Regions from separate parts of the Anas platyrhynchos genome. Here region 1 is linked to region 2. Evidence: chromatin contacts called from public Hi-C data. All regions are on one chromosome and are shown on one strand. Each heading gives the region's core, a stretch centred on a gene start, on an enhancer-like site or on the middle of the called end of the contact. The rest is flanking DNA. Distances are from core to core; before and after follow the strand shown. Region 1 overlaps ZNF704 (zinc finger protein 704). Region 2 overlaps PAG1 (phosphoprotein membrane anchor with glycosphingolipid microdomains 1).

Region 1 (5,751 bases), core at 727-3,226, 76 kb after region 2:
AGAACATTTTGACCGATTTTCCTTACTTCCGAACTCCTGAGAGTCACTGGCCTGAAATCCCCTCCAGTGTTGTTAATGGGCCCAGGGCTTGCTGGAGCACCTCAGCTGGAGGGGGCCATAGCCGTGCCCATGTGGTCTCTTACTTCTCAGTATCCTTCAGTTTTTTTGGCAGAGTTACAGGGGTTGCTCGTTGTCACTGGGCCCTTAACTCCAGGATTAGACCTTACTGCGTATCGCTATTTTTTATCTACAGCTACCTGAGAGCAAGGGGGTCAGCCTCTTCTCACAGGTAACTAGCGATAGGAGTAGAGGGAATGGCCTCAAGTTGTGCCAGGGGAGGTTCAGGTTGGAAATGAGGAGACATTTCTGTCAGAACGAGCAGTCAGGCACTGGGACGGGTTGCCCAGGGAGGTGGTGGTCACTGTCTCTGGGGCTGCTCAAGGAGAGGTTGGATGTGGTGCTTAGGGACATGGCTTAGTGGGTGGCAGTGGTGGTAGGGGGATGGTTGGACCAGATGATCCTGGAGGTCTTTTCCAGCCTCAATGATTCTGTGATTACGGATGTGTTACTCCGATAGTAAGTGCAGAGTAGCCATTGAATGTTTTTCTGGGTGAGTGTGTGTATGTGTATCCACATGATCTGTGAGGATATTTATATAATACCAGTGGGTGAGCTTGCGTCTGTGTGACACGCACTCATCCCTGGTTATCCTCAGACACATCTTGCTGATACTTAACCTTTCTGCCCTAGTCAGAGTGCTTCTAGATCACAGGAATACTTCTAATAATAACAGCAATAGTAAAAATCTAATTGATCTAACCCTTTAAAACAGGTCACGTAAAAAGGCTTGTGGTTACACTTATTTGTGGCTTGTGGTGTGTATTTCCTCGTGATGTTTACAGAAATTCTAAGTATGATGAAGATACATTGCTTTCTGTTGCCAGTCCCTAAAGCAAATAAATGCAGAGAAATGCAGCGATTTTGTCATTTTGTTATGTTTTGGTCTGAGTAAGAAGCTTGGAGAGAAAATCTGCGTTGGATGTATAAAACTGGTCTTACAAAAATAAACTGCTTATATGCTATACTTCTATAATAGATCATTGAAATTAAAGCAGTACAAAAACAAGCTCTCGCTTATGTTTCAAATTAAGACATAATGTGTGACATTAATAAACACGGCTTGTACTGGTCCTACAGATAGAAGCTTTGAATTACATTATGCAACAAATGTTCTTAGTTATCTTTTTTCTTTTCTCTTTTTTTTTTTTTTTTTGGCAACCTGTTGTGCAGACATCCAAACTGTTCGCAGTACTAATTAAGTTTGCCTGTCGTTACTGTGGCAGAGGGATTGGCGAGGCAGTTTGTATACAGCGTGGAGCTGAAATGACAAGCCAGGGAAGGACGTAGCTGCTGCGAGACATCACTGAGGAGGCAGCAGTGGTCCTGCCTGCTGGCACTACCCCACAACGCTGGGGTTTCCTCCTTCAGGACAGGGATTTGTGGTTGCAGCTGAGCCTCCACGGTGGGCTGCTCTCATTTTGTCTGAGACCTTTCCCTGGGGTAGAAGGGACGGCTCAGGTACGGCTGGGGAGGCGCTGAATGCATTGGCACTGATGCTGTGATTCATCAGCATCCTTTAGTGCCTCATTTTAAACTGCTGTTGGCTCTAGTGCTCCTAGGAGTAGGCTTTGTTTACCTGATATCAAATAGATAAAAATAGGAAATACAGAAAAGAAAATCTTTAGTCAGACTTAAACCAAGCTGCCCTTCTTCCCATCCCTACACCCAGCGGCAAATATCAAGCTGTTATATGTTTCTGCTTCTTACAAGCTTCTTAAATTAAAGCCTGTCCAAGCTAAATGTATCCCTTGATACCATGCTAACTTACTAAGCATTTGGCCTAGAACTGCCCTCCTACTTCGCAAAGCCTGCTGTTGACTCACTGCGCTGTACAGCTTCCCACGTACCCATCCATCGCTGCATGCTCTGTTCCTCCCACTTGTTCTCCCCTTCCTGCTCCTGTTGTGGGTATGCCTCTGCTCCAACCATCCCTTAAAAAACAAGTGAAGCTCCAGACCTCACCCTCTTTCAAATACTTCACATTTTTCACAGTTGCGCTTCTAAATCCTTCTCCTCAGTTCCAGTGAGGAATACATTTTTCTTCCTCTTCACCATTAGCTTTGTTCAAAAGATGCAGTTCCAAATACTCTAAAATTAGTCTTTCCCCGTGCTTTTATGATATGTTACATAAGCAACGCTTGGGATAAATTATATTGAGCTGAACTAAGGAATTGCATTGTTAAAAGCTCCTCTTCCCATATTATATGCTGAGTATATTTGTGTGCATGGACAATGTCCAGCTAACCTTTGCCTGCCCTAACGCAGTGGAAAGGAAGGCTGCAAATAGCAGTGTGAGCTCGTGGAGGGAAGGAAGTAGCTGGGGGAGAAAAAGCAAGCCAACTGAATACCTGAGCCCAATCATCATTTTTCGCTACTATTTTTGTAAAATTATCAACATCTGTTACATAAGCTGATTATATCTATTTTTTGTTCATGAGGTGAAAAAAATCTATTCTAAGCAGTGAGCAACAGACCAAACTTCAAGTCTGCTTTGTCTGGTGGTGAGTTTTTTCAGTTCTGAGATCTAGCTGAAGGTAACAAACCTTCACTTACTTAGGAAATGCTATGTACACGCTAGGATGTATTTCTGTAAAGTGCTAACTCGCCACCAGGGTAGTTAAAACTTGGTAACGTCGGTGGCGGGGCCATGAACAGCATGCCCTTTGTAAGCATGGATGGGGAAATGAGCCAACCACAAGACAACACAAAGCATGGAGAGCAGCAATCATTACGAATAGATGGCAAATTGCCTCTGGTCTTAAACTGCTTTTGTCAATATGTATTGCAAGCTTTAATGACTTGTTTTCTGTTTTCGCTATACTTGAGCCTCAAATGTGCACGGTTATCTCCAGACCTTTATAGGAGCCCATGCACGGGAGTACAGGGACCTCATTATGCTGGTTCTGCACAAATGTAAGTGCATAGCTGATACAGAAATTATATTTTAGTGGGGAGGTAGAAGAATCGGTGGGAGAGTGCCTGCAGATGCCGAGGAGTTTGTCTTGATGGGAAAACTGCCTTTACCTTAGAGCCTTTTCTTATTGACGGAACTGCTGCAGCTTTAATGAAAAATATTTGAACAGATTTTTACAACCTTAAACAAGTACCACGTTCTGTTTAAAAAATATGTTGAGTACTTTTCCAAACTCTGGCTTTCAGGAGATGCATGGCTGCGTGTTTTGCTTCTGGTGCGTTGCCAGATTTCCTGTCTCATCATCTATGCCAAATAATTGCTCACTTATTACAGTAGAAGCTTAAATATTTTTGACTCAGAGATATGTTTAGAAGATGTTAATATGATAGATATTGGCATATTCTGGTTTATAGCGTTGGAACAACAAAATCAGGGCTTAGAAGGCCCTCTGCAGGTCATGTAGGTCTTCTCTGGCCCCCCTATCGAGATCAGCTCTATGTATCCCTTTTGATAACTGTTTGTCAAATCTGTTCTTAAAAGTTGTTAATTATTGACAGGTCATAATTATGAAGGGTAGTCAATTCCAGGGTTTAAATGTTTTCATGCCAAAATATTTTCCAACTCGAGCTGAAACCTCCCTCACTGCTTTTTACATCCATTGCTCCCTACCTGTATTCCTGTGGGTATGGAGGATAATTCAGACTTCCCTCCCCAGTTTGTTTTCTTTTGCTCTCCATCCTTTTCCATGGTGAAGAACAGTCTCGTGGTGACTGGAAGGGACGCCCTTTATCCAACAGTTTAATACAAATTGTGTGAACAAAGGTGAAAACAAATGCCAGATGCAGGATTCCTCCTTCTGGAATGAACGTCCCATTTCATGGGGATGCACCTCCTGTCTTTTAGGCTGGGGCAAGGGCCTGATGTCCCCCCAGGAGCTGGGTGGTGGGGTTGGGGCTGGGAAGGGGCAAGCCCCAGATAGCGGTGGCACAACCCGTGGGAACAGCGCAGGCGGAGAGTCAGGATGCCTGTGGCTTTGATACTGCGTGACAGGAATCTGAGGACCGTGCCCTTTAAGCATCAACATTTTTTGGTGGCTTTATTTACTTGTTTGTTTATTTTCCTGGCCTGGGTTCTTCCAGTTTCAACATAGAAGGTAAATCTGTCTTCCTTCCAGTGAAGAAGGTTGCACGAGCTCCATGGCCGGTCACGTTGAGTAGCTCCATGGGATGGGTGAGCGGGATAAGTAGGTGAGCCTGCTGGCACTGTCGAGTGGGAACAGAAGTAACAGGTTCTGGAAACTGAATCCAGCATTTGTTTTCTGGGAAAGGGAGCGTAATATTTTCCACATTAGCGCATTGTATGGGCTCAGGGTTGGACCTAGCCCAATCTGTTGTAGTTCATGTGTGGCTGGGAGCCCAGAAATGCCAGTCCTGCTCATGAAGGATGGCCCCAAAGCTAGCTTGGATAGAGAAGGCATACCCCGTGTTCACTTGTAAAGGCCTCCTTCCCTGCCTCCTCCCCAAAAAACACCCAGCAGGCAGGCACACTCCAAGTGCTTTGAACACTTTGATTGCAGAAGGTATAAAGTAGATGCACGGTTTTGTGCTCAAAAGGAAGCGTGGGGTTGTTGGCAGCCCTCCAAACGTGGAGCTTTGACACCTGATGGCTGTCCGCTGCTATGCTCAATGCACTGGTTAGATGTTGACAGACTCCAGGTAGCAAAGTAGTGGCGATGAAGCACAAATTGTTTATAAATGTGCAATATCTATATGTATGTATGTCTGTAGAGAACATGAACTTGAACTGACCGTGGTTTAGACAAACCTCAGAGGTCGTTTCTGCCCTCCTTTCTCCCAGAGATGCTTTAACTGTGTTCTATGGGAATTATGTTCAGGTTACAGCTGGGAATGGTTAAACAGATCACCCTGTTGAATCTGTGACAGAGAAACACCATCTCCTTCTCCATGTGTGTTGTCCAGTTGACACTTTTGGCATCCTAAAACTACACACTTAAAGAATGGCCATTTTACTATCTATGATAAGAAGCATTTCCTGAGTGCTTTCCCTCATCTGTATGTGTGTTCTGCTATATACTTATGTACCTCACTGCCTCTGATTAGTGCCCTGTATAATTTAAAATAGAATACACTTTTTGTTTTATTAGTGAACTTCTTCATGCATGCACAGAGAAAGGCCAACTTATATTTGGGAGAAAAAAAAACTACACAGATGTCGATACCTTCCAAATTTTATCACATCCACTTCAACATGTCCAGGACAACAGCTCTGCTTTTAATGAAAATAATAATAACATTTAGTACAGTATTTTATGATTCAATGCTGTTTAGCTACTGACACATTTTAAAACAAACAAAAAAAAAAGCACGGCGCACCCAAACTTGCACCTGTCTGGGACATTGCAAATTAAGACCAATGGATGGATGAGCCTGCCAAAGTGGGAATTGCCCGCTTTCTGGAAATGCTGAGCTAAGTGGTTGTCTAGATGGACACAACTGAGTTATTAGCATTGGAAGGGGATTGCAGCTACTAGTCCCAGTACAAATAGTATTTTTAGGTTGTTGCTGTTTTCTGATCAGTCCTTCTGCAAAAAAAAAAAATAAGGTGTTGAAAACATCCAATTTTAATTGTCTGCAGATGAAGAACTAAGATTTGTTTTTATATTTTTTCCATATATTTCCATCCTGTTTAAAAGAGAT
Region 2 (5,050 bases), core at 1,824-4,323:
AGTGTAGGTCAGCATTTACTGAGACACAGGCCTTTTTAAATGATTTCTTTGATGCCTCAGATAGATGGTTTCAGAGATACTTGGTTTCTCTTTGGGGGATGTTAATGCTTAAAAAGGGTTAAAAGTGACTGGTAGTTTGGGACTGCTTGGTTTTGTCTGGGGTCTGTTTTTGCATTATAGAGCACACACAGATCTTTGATAAGCCAGCAGTGATTTCTGTAAAAGTAGATACAGTGGGGGATTAGATCAGGACCTCATCATTCTGCTGTTTCACAAAGCAGAAACGTGAGCTTTTTTGAAGGCTTACGGCACGCACAGCCTCAGCAAGGCTCATCTGACAGCCTACAGCAGTGCTATAGTCCATGTCAGTAATTCCTTCCAGCATCAGGCTTTCAGGACCAGCCCTTAATTATGTGCACATCTGGTCTGCTGTAGCAGTTCCCGACTGCTTGCAATAAGACGTGTCTTTTTGTTTTCAACTGTTCCAGTTACATGGGTGCTGCCAAGCCAAGTAGCTCAAAATGCAACTGCACTAGGAGAGCGTTAATCTGTCATAGGGAAGGATTTGTTCTGATTTAGTGCACACCAACCCCAAAAGTGAAATACATTAGACACTGAAAAACGTGATCTTGGTCTTAATGTTTGCATAGTTCAGTACTGGCTCTAAATATAATCAGCTAGAAGCTGAAACACCATAAGACAGGTGCAGAAAAACTAGCACAGATTGGTCATACAACTTTTCTACAGTGCATTTGCAGAAGCCTCAGTCTTGATTCTGGTAGCATGGTGGTGTAGGGAGAGTTTCTGCAAGCAGGACCTCAGTGTAAACAGCAGTCCTGTCGCCTGTTGTCTCCAGAAACATCTAATAGTGTGCAATTACTCTTACGTACCTAGCACCAATTTAAAGCAAGGATAATGTTTTTGTATTCAGGCTGTTCTATAGTGTCATCTATTTTAATGTAGAAATGCCTGTGAATTATCTGAATTTTTGCTTTTTGATAAAATTTCCATGTCTTTGTACTTACTTTATTCGGTACCCATGCATGCTTATTGCTGTCTTAGCATTGTTTTTACTACTTATAAATGAGGTGATTGCCTCAGGCAGCAAACAGAATTGGGTAGTGAGCAGACAGACAGGAACTGGGAGCTAATGAGAAGAGCCAGGCTGGGTAGAAAGGTGGGCACATCCTGTGGTGTAGCAGTGCTGAGAGAATAGGAGGATTTCTAGCACAGGGGCATGAGGTCAAAAGGACCCCCTATATTCTGATTCTCAGACTTCATGCCATGATCTGCAGTAGGAGATACCTGTGAAAAGTTTGGCCGAATTATTTTGCCCATGCAGGGGCAGGTGTAGCCTTGATGGCATGCCAAAATTTGGGCATTGTGTGAAGTTTTGCTATCAGGAGTCCACCAGCTGTGGCAAGCTGCAGAAAGGAAACGCTGAGGAGCCACTTCCAGATAGCACTAAAGGATAAAGCGAGCTACATCCATGATGATACTCGCACCTCCAAGGCCTTCTTCCCCACTCTCCCCAGTCCCTCCTAGGTCTGCACTAGTAGGGTGGAGGGGATCTTCCAACCCAGATGATGTGACTAAACTGTTTTATAGTTTAGGGATGCTATCATAGTAACTGGAGGTACAGGCAATGGGAGAAGTGGGCAGGAGAAGTGAGTGCGAGGAGGCCTTGCAGCCTGAGAGGGAAGCTCAACACAGGGGCAGGCCCACGAAGCTCCTGGTCTGACAGCTCAGGACAGAGAGCTGTGATCCTGAGCCATCCCAGTGTCTCTCCTGTCCTCTCGCGTTTGGGTTTTCACATCCAAAGTCATTCAGTTGTCAGAACAATTTCTTCCCTTGCCTAGACTCTATCTATAATTCATGAAGGAAACCAGAAATGCGGAGCCATTGGCTTTTCCCACCCATTTCCCCATGGAAGCTGATTGAAACATGGGCCTAATGTGGTTTGTAACGGGACATGAATGAAATGGTGGCAAAGCCCAGAAGCAGTGAGAAGACACTGAAGGCATGGTTGGTGGGAGAAGTGCCCATGGAGAGCCTCAGCCCTGGCAGTGGGCACAGGCACACGCCATCATCTCCTGTTGTGCCTCCCAGGCCACCGGGTCTGCATGCACAGGATCTGGCCATCCCCAGGCTTGAAAGGAGTCCAGGTCTCGATCCAAGCTTTTGCAGCAGCTCCCTCGTGAGCTGACGTTCTCACTCTATGCATTCCCAAAAATTGCAGCCTTCCCACGCTCTTTTGTATATCTCACGTTCAAATTGCTTGCACGTTGTACCCTTCTGTCCTCACTCTGAAATGCCTGAGCTGTGCTTTATCCCTACAGCACTCGTAAGGAAAAACAACACATTATTCACAGTAAAAGTGCGGGTCATGTAGTGAAATATCCCTCTTTCTGAAACTACAAACATAATTGTGCATTTAACTGCAATTTTGAAGAAATGGCTATGGGTGTTTTTTGTTGTATAGATTCCACTAATGGTAAATATTGATGTCTAAAAAGCAAGAGAAAGTTCCAACAAGAAGGAGAAATTCTGTTCAATATAATGTAAGAATTAGTTTTCTGAACTGATAATGATTTTGAAATGTGAACACAAGCCATCATTGGCACTTTGCCCTAGATGAAATAAGTTTTCTTATCCAGGTACCCCAGGTCTGTCTTTATTAGTCTTTTTTTTTTTTTTTTTTTTTTTTGGGGGACGACGACGACGACGACGACTTTGGTGTCACTAGTAACTTGAGATTTCTGAAGAAAGATACCCTTGCCTTTTTCTGGAAAGAGTGCAACTACAGAAATCATCTTCAAAGATCTTCACATACTGAAAAAAGTCAGTTCAGCTGACCATTATCCTGTCCCAGCGGTGTCTCCCTGCAAGGTTAAGCTATTCAAGTCTGGCAGTCTTTCAAGGGTGGTATCAGGATATTTTTTCGAGCCAGGCAGATGACAGACTCTGTGAAACTCCATCCTTAGCAGCAGGGTTTTGTTCACCTCTGAAGCACCATCACACGAGCCATAGCCGTGAGGACAGCAGGCACAAATACCTTTCCCCTAACAGAAAGCCTCACCAGAGGGCAGCACAATATAACTTTTTATTGTGAAAGCAGTAGTTAACCATTTCAGGTGTCTAGGAGATTTTTGACATTAGCTGCTTATTGTTCCATAGTCATGATTGCAAGTAAGTTTCTGCTTAAAACTAGCTTCTGAAGCAACTCCAAAATCCATTATATTAACTGCATATTAACCTTTTAGTGCCCAGGCATTGCCCAAGTGGAAGCAGATGAGTCCGTTGTATTTTCACTGTCCTCTGTCAGGTTTCTGTCCCACGCTGGTCATGGTAGTTGGTGGGTGCTTGTCCAGCTTCCAGAAGCTTTCCTGTGTCAAATGCACCTGCCTGAATGAAAACTGTTTTAGCCTCATAGTTTGGGAGGCATTGAACAGGCATTGAGTCCTCTGATGGCACCGCCTGAGAAGGGTGCTGTCTTCAACACAGGATGAATACACATGCTTTGTTTGTATTATAATTATATTTACTTGTTGCTGTTCTGTACTTAAAGCAGAACTGTTGAGCAGCTTCCAGGTCCTTTTGCACAGATGCCAAACTCCTCCAGGAGCTAGAAATGCCACAGCACTTGACCATTTCTGACCTTTTTCTCTCAATTTACAGTCAAAGCTTTGGTGTCTGCATTCTTGGCCTTTCACTGCAGAACAAGTACAGTTTCTGTCCTTGGTCATTTGCTTTCCTCCATTTGGCTTCTGCCTGGTGGGGTTTCTCATTTCTGGCTTCAGTCTTGCACGTCTTGGCACTCACACATCTCTCTCCCTTGGCTCTCTCTGTGATCTCACTTCTTTTTAAGCTCAGCTTAAAAAGCTTCTGCTCATTGCACAACTTCCTAATTGTGCTGAAGTTTTCAAGGGATGCAGCTTTCCTGTGTGTCTTTACACCATGCATCCTTAGCTTTCCCTAGCTCCAGTATTGTCTGTATTTAAAGGCCAGCAGCCTTATATGTAGAGAAACTTTTTCTGCTGTGTTAGCTTTTGCCATATCACTTAGTCTTTTGACAGGAGAACAGTATTGCTCTACAGAGTAAATATCATTCAAGACAACTTTATGCCTGCTCCAAAAAACAAATAACCACGTATTTCTGTTTTCAGAAACATACTTTGAAATCTCTATTCTTCTTACCTTTTTTTGCCTAATATTTGAAAAAAATATGGATTTTTATTTTTCCTCATTCATGTTCTCTAAATTTATATGCTTATTTATTGAGAAAACTAAGAAAGAAGACAACTAAAATGCTGTTGGGCACTTACTGCTACTCAAAATTATGAGTAAAACATATCCAGCACTTGGACAACATGTGACACCTGCTGCTCCCTCCCCATCCTTTGTATTTATGGGTTTTGTAAAGTCACAGATTATCTGACTTTCCAGTTGCTTGGCCAAACCAGAAATACTCAACTATGCTTTGATGCCTATCTTCCTAGGACCAGCAACTTTTTTATTCTTTCATAAACTTCTACATCTTTTGGTCTTTTTCAGATTATTCCTCATATTCTCTGTTCCCCACAACAAATGCAAACCAGGGTAAATTGGACATGGCTAGAATGCCTCAGAAAAATTAATAAATTCCATGTTTGTTTCTCACCTCTTCAAGCTACTGCAATATCATTAATAACTTAAAATTTGTTTTCACCATGGAGAAATTGGTTAGAATTGGTTCTTTTTAGAAGGTGTCTGGAAGTCTGATCCTGCATGATGGAAATCAATGAACCAATTTTGCATGGGAACAGAAACATTACTTTCTACATAATAAAATAACTTGGTTTTTTATTCTGCTGACTCAACAGATTTCCTTTGATGTGACTGGCATTTTTCTAGAAATTAAACTTTTTTCTCATAATATTTTAGTAACAAAATGGTGACATAGTGGTTTTTGATACAGATATGATGTTGGTACCAAATTGAATTTGTTATTAAAAAAATGTGCTTCTGATGCTGTAGAAATATATATACATTTGTACATACATATTTGATA

The links. A called contact is a pair of places that touch in the nucleus more often than the background predicts.
Region 1: a Hi-C map of subcutaneous adipose tissue shows a contact between it and region 2, with 2.3 times the contacts expected there. The contact joins two enhancer-like sites. A contact is called at or near these places in 3 of 8 Hi-C or Micro-C datasets (liver, skeletal muscle and subcutaneous adipose tissue).

Annotation. Positions count from the first base shown.
Region 1 is chr2:29,868,340-29,874,090 of IASCAAS_PekinDuck_T2T, forward strand. The region is part of intron 2 of ZNF704 (zinc finger protein 704); the gene reads left to right. Among named protein-coding and RNA genes, the nearest start is that of ZNF704, 30 kb to the left of the region's middle. Within about 2 kb of position 1,977, at least 1 of the 8 cell types and tissues checked has an H3K27ac peak or open chromatin away from gene starts, as enhancers often do. A contact at or near this core is called in subcutaneous adipose tissue, where this site is marked.
Region 2 is chr2:29,791,653-29,796,702 of IASCAAS_PekinDuck_T2T, forward strand. All of the region lies in intron 3 of PAG1 (phosphoprotein membrane anchor with glycosphingolipid microdomains 1), which reads left to right. Among named protein-coding and RNA genes, the nearest start is that of ZNF704, 47 kb to the right of the region's middle. Within about 2 kb of position 3,074, at least 1 of the 8 cell types and tissues checked has an H3K27ac peak or open chromatin away from gene starts, as enhancers often do. A contact at or near this core is called in subcutaneous adipose tissue, where this site is marked.